2 separate regions of the Mus musculus genome follow, and region 1 is linked to region 2. A link is a contact called in public promoter capture Hi-C data. All regions are on one chromosome and are shown on one strand. Each heading gives the region's core, a stretch centred on a gene start, on an enhancer-like site or on the middle of the called end of the contact. The rest is flanking DNA. Distances are from core to core; before and after follow the strand shown. Region 1 overlaps Fam155a (family with sequence similarity 155, member A). Region 2 holds the start of Fam155a (family with sequence similarity 155, member A).

Region 1 (3,685 bases), core at 512-3,011, 200 kb before region 2:
TAGACTTAGCTGCTAGTTCAAAGTATCTGCTCCTGCTCCAGAGAAGTAAATGTCTGTCCAGTTCTCCAGCAGCCCAGTTGTGCTACAGTGCTGCCTATGAGGAAAGCCAACTGGTCTGGTCTGCTTTCTACCCTTTGACCCTTCAGCCAGTGAGCAATGTAGGGCCACTCCTGCATGAGCCTCCCTCCTGTCAGGAGACATTCCTTCTGGGTGTGCTGGGCCCGTTTGGCTCCCTTGGAGCCATTTTCTTGCCTTCAGTTTTCAGGCAGGTTTGCAGCAACGTTCTTCAGATGGTTGAATGGCAAACCCTGTGTCACAGATCAAGATTTTGAGAAGGAATTGCACAGTGATCCAGACATCTACTGTTCATATTAAATAGCACACAGTAGGCCATTTCGTTGTGCCCACCTCATTTATTCTCATCTGCCTCACACAAACAAATCCAGAAATGTCTATGGGGGCAGAAAGACAGGCAAGCAATCCTGACCAAAGAGAATAGCATAGGAGGTATCACCACACCCATTTAAAATTATACTAGTGAATCATAGTAATTAAAACAGCTTGGTTGTACTGGCACAAAAACAGACACATTAATCCATATGATAGACCAGAGGACCCATATGCAATTCCACAAAACTGTAGTTACCTGATTTTTGACAAAGATATCATAACCACACATTTAACAACAGTGCCAGGGAACCCAGATTTCTGCATGCAGACAAAGGGAATGAATGACAGCCTTACTTCTCACTGTGCACAAACTCAACTTTCCTCAAACACGCCATCCTACTGGTGTATCTTCCTCCCTTGTTAGGGTTGTCATAGAAACCAGTGCAGGCATGAAGCCGTATGAATACACAATGCTGCAAAGTATATGTTTATATATCACCGGAAGCTACCTAAGCAAAGCATTGACAGTAGTTGAAGCTCTGGGTTCCATTTTGTAGGCTAAACATTATTGTGGACTAGAGGGCTCCAGCTGTGTAGCATAGATGGGGAGTTTCCTTCCGTTGATTTACTCACTCACATAATCACCATTTAAAAAGCACTTAACCAGTGCTGATTACATGTGGATACTGCCCAAAGGGCTGCTATGCAAATGTGCCTAGGCAGGAGATGTCCTTGTGTGGGGTGAATCCTGGGGTACCTGTTAGAGCATAGGGAGAAGAGAGTCGCCAGACAGTAGCAATGGATAATGAAAGAGATGAGGCATTGCCTGACAATGGTATGCACTTCTGAGAAAAGACAGCAGGTCTGACAAAGACAAGACATGTAGCAGAGGGTCTACTGTGGGGAAGACCTTCCTGGGGAATTGCAAGCAGATGACTTGTAAGGCAGCAGTGGGAGATCCTAGAGAAAAACTTTCTGGGACAAGGAAGCAGAAAAGAAAAAAGGCGGAGATGGAAACAGACTGTACAGAGAGCTGGACCTGAGTGAGGTGCATGGTGGGGGATCAGGTGACATCACAGGTGGAAAAACATCAGAACCAGTTCTCAAATGGAAGACACAGGGACACCTGGAAGCCGAGAACCTGGCTTCTGTACACACAATATGGATTCTTCTTCAAAGCAGAACATGAATAAAGAGCCATGCTTTGGTCATTCTCAGAGCAGATTTTTGATTAGATCTTGTTCCCAACAAGGCTTGTCCCTCTTCTGAGAGGAGCAATGGGAAGAGATGGCTGTCCACATGGAGGAGGGAACCTGCCTAATTTATGTCATATTTTTGCTAGGGACCAGATGGTGGCTCAGTGGATGTGCAAGGCACAGGCAAGTGCATCTGTCTTTCGTGCTTCATGGAACATTGCTGGATGCTTCTAAAAGGAACACAGACCCTGCATGTTTTGAATCCTGAAGGGGCCTCTCAAAACTTTCCAGTTTAGTGACACAGGCTGTCACTTCTGCGTTTGCTCCTTGTATTTGCTCTGAAGGCAATGTCCTTACCACAACCCCACATCATAAGCTTTAAAAGTCAGATGAGATTGTGCTGGTAAAGTCCATTAAGAAACTCTCCCAACAGCACTCCAGCCTTCACCGTGACCACAGATGTCCATGCCAGACCAGCATGGCAGTCAGTGTGTTTGTTAGTTTTTATTTCCCTAACAATTTACACAAATTTCTTTAGTGTCTGAGAAAAGCAGTTATCACCTAATACATATGTGTCAAGTATACAAATATTTGAAAATTATCACCCAACTTACTCTTTTATTATAGTTGTTTTGAACTGATTCTGATCAAACATCCTCGTGGGAACATATTTTATCTCCAGGGGTATTAGACTATTGGGCTATTTAAATATTTATAAATTTCTTGGCCTTATTTATTGTGGCATTACCTGGTGAGCAAAGAAGGCTATTGTTTAAAATTATAATTGGCAGATCTTTCTGCAAGAGAAGAAGACATGTTTACATGGTGTTGGAGTTTATGAAGACTGATATCTCAACCACCAAGTACCACAGTATTAGGGGGTAGAATAAAACTAAAACTATAAGAGGATAATATTGACAGAGCCCAGAGATCAACTGTGGAAAGCAAGGCTGTTTGAATATGAGTACATGTAATTTCAACTGTGGAAAACCAAGGAGGGAGCTTGTCTTTTTTTATATTATATTTTAGGTCAGAGTAATAACATGTTGGAGTGATTTAATCAACCTTCCTGATGTCTTCTCATAATCAATTAATTGATCAAGTATTCATTTGCTTTGTAAGATTTGATATTGAAAATATAAAAAAGACAACATGTCAGGGCTGCGAGGTAAGTCATCCATCATGTGCTGGAAATTCATCTATTCTGTATCTGACAATTTCCCTGGAGACACTTTCCTCAGGACTTCATTTGCATACATACTTTTCTAAGAATAATACCTTAGTGAAGGAAATACATTTTGCACTTTGGATTCACCACCAGGAGAGACTTCAGAACCATAATAAAGGAACTAAAGGAAAAACAAAGTTTCTAACATCAGTTGAGCCCCTGCTGGGCCTTCAAGCCAGCATGAGGTGGGCCATGGCAGATCCTAAGTAGAAGGATAAGGCATTTCAGCTGTATCCAGCCCACCAGATCCATCACTGCACCATGTCTCTCAAAAGAGGAACTCAGTTCTCTAAGTGACCACAGGAGGTGGGTGTCTTCTAGGTTCATTGCGAGCTTACAGGAATGGTAATGTGGAAGCTCAGTACCATGCCTCAAGCCATGCCTTGGAACGCAGTGAAGCTGTAAGGTAAGGAAGCAACAGGGATCCAAGTCCTGAATTCTGGCTCATTGCATCAGCACAAGTGAAAGGAGACACTAGCAGCAGGCTCTACTGAGATTTCAGTGATGCAAACTGCATTCACTACAGGCAATGAGCTGAGAGCGTGGAGCATACTCAACTTTGTCTAATGACTGGTCCTTGTCACCAAGGCTGTATTTTTATAAAAGATTATAATAGTTTTTCAAGTTTGCACATAAAGTATTACATTTCACTATGGAATTACCAACCATAATGTGTTGCATCCTTTCCCCTACCCTCCTCTTCTGCCATACACCCTTTCTTCTTCGTAGCCTTCCATGTTTAAATAATCTCTCTGCTTTAAACCAAGTGTGGTCTGCTGTCCTCTTTCTTCCCTTCCTCCCAGCTCCTGATCTCCTTTTTGGTGTTATGAACTACACTTAGTCTCACATATACTTGCTTAAAGCTAAGATC
Region 2 (3,397 bases), core at 673-3,172:
TTGTGTCTGTGTGTCTGTGTGTGCGCGCGTGTGTGTGCATGCTTTTTAATTGCTTTGAAAAGCTAACACCCACACCTACAGAGATCCTGTCCTCATGTCTTCCCAGCTAAAGGTCACTGCAGCTTCTTCATCTTTAGGCCTCTCTTGGACTAGCCCCATTTCAGCACCACGGACAGCGACACCCCCAGCAGCCCAGGGCTGCATATACCATTTCCAAGAAACTTGTCTAGACTTCCCCTTTGCTAATCATAATCAGCAAGGTCACCACAGCCCTTGCTGACTACAATACAATGTATTAGCTATTTCTCCGAATTTTAGCTCATAGCATCAAAGATGTGTCACTTGCTATTTCTTCAGAGTATGCAAAAAAAAGCAATTACGTAAGGTGTATGATCACCAGTTTAACATTGAGAATCAATTAATAGATAGCTAACTACGACCTTCTACTCCTATGACACCCAGGCCTATACTACACAGCTGTCTAAGAGAAAACAGGAAGCTTAAAGAGAACAGGCCTTCAGACTTACTAAAGAATGAAAGCTAGCCCATAAAACCCACAAAATGTGTACGTTTGACTGTTTTCCTCCCTACATTAACAGCTACACTTTCTTCTGTTCCTCTGACCAACCAACCTGATTATGTTAGAAGTGGAGAAATGATTCCCTCTGGCTACCTGCGTGTGTTGGTCCCTTCTCTATTTCCCTGAAAGGAATAGTATGCGCCAACTGCGAAGCTCGAAGAAACAGCTCAAGCCCTGACTTTGTTATCTTAGAAGATAGACTTCCCTGATGTACCAAGAGCTCTGAAAAGAAGGGCATCAGGCCACCAGCAACCTACCAGCTGTCCCCAACTCCATCAGAAAGTCAAGTTCTCATAGCCAGATAAACAATGATTAAACTTACAAAACCGGAGCCAGATAAACGAATCAAACATAAAAAAAGCCGCAGCGAAGGGGAAAGGAACCCGCTGTGCCTACCTTGCAGTCCTCAGGACAGGACTTCACCGAGTACTCATCCGACTGTAAGTACTTATGCAGCACGCTTTCAAACTCTTCGTACTTCTCCTGAGCGTGGTGGTCGTAGTCCTGGTAAGCCTCGATGCACTGTCTACACGTGGTCATCTCACCGCCCTCCGTGAGCACCACGTCCAGACTGCAGTTCAAAGTACTGGGGCTGGACAGCCCCGAAAACAACTCCCAAAGTGTGTAGGAATTACAAAATGAAAGGTAAAAATCCGACAAGTTCCACAGCGGAGTTGGCCGAGAGCCCCTGGACGACTGCTCCTCCCCCGCGGCCGCCCCCCGACTCCAGTTCCTGGCGCACACAGCGTCCGCGCTCTCCACGGTGAAGCACTGGCCGGAGGAGGCGCCCTGGGGGTAACAAGTCTCTAGGCGCCACACCGGCTTGGCAGAGTTTCCTAGAAAAAGAGCCCTGCTCCGGTTGTTCTTGCCTCGGTTGCCCTTGCTGCCGCCGCCGCCTCCCGGGGAGGGGGGCAGGGTGGGGGACGAGGAGGCGGAGAGGAGTCTGTGTGCCTGGGCGGCGGGCGAGGACTCCCCCATGCTGGCCAGGAGCGCGGGCCAGGAGGGCTCCTGCTGTCGCTGCCTCTGCTGCTGTCGCTGCCGCTGCTGCTGTCGCTGCTGCTGCTGCTGCTGCTGTTGCTGCTGTTGCTGCTGCTGTTGCTGCTGTTGCTGCTGCTGTTGGTGATGCTCTTTGTCCCGGGTCCGGGTCAGCTTGGCCTCGGCGCAGAACCACAAGTGATCAGAGAGCAGGACTGTGAAAAACAAGAGAGAAGCCAGAGACAGTCGCCATTTCTGAGCCCGCTCTGAATCGATGAACGGTTTCTCGTTCTCCCGGGGTGCTGCCAACCAGATTTTTAAGCCGTCGTCATACTGCCGACACATCCAAGCACCCCTGGTCATATTTTGGGAACGCACAGCCCTGGCCGACTCCACCGTGAGGGCTCCTGTGCCGGTGTCACCACAATATGCATTGACTTAAAGGGTTTAATTTCCGTATCCCCTCCTCCCGTTTCTTCTCTCTCTCTCTCTCTCTCTCTCTCTCTCTCTCTCTCCCTACATAAATATTACCATACTTTGGAGGAAGATCTTGCTTCCGACCTAAGCATCAGCCGACCCCATCCCTTGAAGAGTGGGAGACAATAAGAGAGAGAGAGAGAGAGAGAGAGAGAGAGAGAGAGAGAGAGAGAGAGAGAGAGAGACGCGGAGGCTGGTGCTGTGCTGGCCGGTGGGGAGGCTGAGTGCGGGAGGTGATGGTGGTGGAGGTGGCTGGGTGGCTGGCGCTGCTCCTATCACCCCGGCATTGTCAGCGCGCGGGTCCCCATGGCCCAGCTGAGGACAGCCCGCTCTCCCCTGCCAGGGGCATGCCGCGTCTCTGCTGCCCACTGACGGCGACCGGAGCGCCTCCCCTCCTCCTCTCCTCCTCCTCTTCTCCTCCTCTTCCTCCTCCTTCCTCTCCGTCGCTGGCTTCTCCTCCGCCTCCCGCGCCTACTTCGCGCTGGCTCTCCCCGCGCCCCGAGCTTGGGCGGCCGCCGGCGGGGCTGTCCCTCCCCCCCACCCCCCACCCCGCGCTCCGACTGTCGCCGCGGCCGCTGCAGGTCTGCCCGCGGGCGCCGCCGGGGGCCGAGTCGCCTGCTCTGGGCCTCCCGAGGCCACAGTCATCTTCAGTCCCCGGGCTAAGTTGCCGCCATCTTCGTCCTGGAGGCACACTTTTTTGGGGGGAGCGCTGGATTTTGCGTCATCTCCTCCCGCCCCGAGGTCTCTCCATCCTGGTGCAGTGACAGCAGCTTGGCCCGGGGCGGAGGACGAAGACGCGCCCCGGCAGCTTGAAGACCCGCTGTCCACCGCCCCCTCCGGGTCCTGTACACCCAGGCTTTTGCCCAGGGGTTGCGATCCCTCCCCACTTTTTATTTCAGAGTCAAGACGTGGGCCGAGTGGCCAAGGCTGCTGACCTGGGTCTTCAGCTTCTCCTTAGGACCCCGCTGTCTAGGGGACAAGTCCCAGACACCAGAGGGCAGCTAAGAGGTCCCTGTTGGGGACTAGGGACTGGGTATCATTTCCCTCGCTAGACAATCTTCTGCAAGAGGAGGCTGATTAGAGGAGGGGCGAGGTGACTTTGCAGGCTCAGTCTGAACGCTTTTTGAGTCTCTAGAGAGCTCCACTGCGTTTGGGTTTTGTCCTAAATCGGTTTTATGGGTCAGAAAGGATGCGGGGTGTGTGCATCTGTGTGTCTGCCTACACGGTGCTGTTTAACCGACACTGTGTGTGTGCTGCAGCTGTGACCACACTGTACTCCATGTCTGACCACGCTTTCTCCTCCAAAGTAAGCGGCAACAAAAGGTCTCCCCGCTCCAGGGAAGCACCAGCACTGCAGTACACCTC

The links. Promoter capture Hi-C pulls out the DNA fragments that hold promoters and counts their contacts.
Region 1: a promoter capture Hi-C map of hippocampal neurons shows a contact between it and region 2, with 4 times the contacts expected there. The contact joins the enhancer-like site here to the promoter of Fam155a in region 2. A contact is called at or near these places in 4 of 39 promoter capture datasets (the 3T3-L1 cell line, cranial neural crest, embryonic stem cells and 1 more), 3 of 484 Hi-C or Micro-C datasets (cerebral cortex and nephron progenitors), 3 of 115 datasets of contacts at active chromatin or transcription factors (SST interneurons, neural progenitor cells and stem cell-derived neural progenitor cells) and 2 of 9 other capture datasets (liver and pancreatic islet).

The regions. Positions count from the first base shown.
Region 1 is chr8:9,568,245-9,571,929 of GRCm38.p6, forward strand. All of the region lies in intron 1 of Fam155a (family with sequence similarity 155, member A), which reads right to left. Among named protein-coding and RNA genes, the nearest start is that of Fam155a, 200 kb to the right of the region's middle. Within about 2 kb of position 1,762, at least 7 of the 459 cell types and tissues checked have an H3K27ac peak or open chromatin away from gene starts, as enhancers often do. A contact at or near this core is called in hippocampal neurons, where this site is marked.
Region 2 is chr8:9,769,101-9,772,497 of GRCm38.p6, forward strand. It overlaps Fam155a (family with sequence similarity 155, member A), which reads right to left and starts at 1,923. Exons shown (of 3, transcript NM_173446.2): 1 at 977-1,923. The coding sequence starts at 1,918.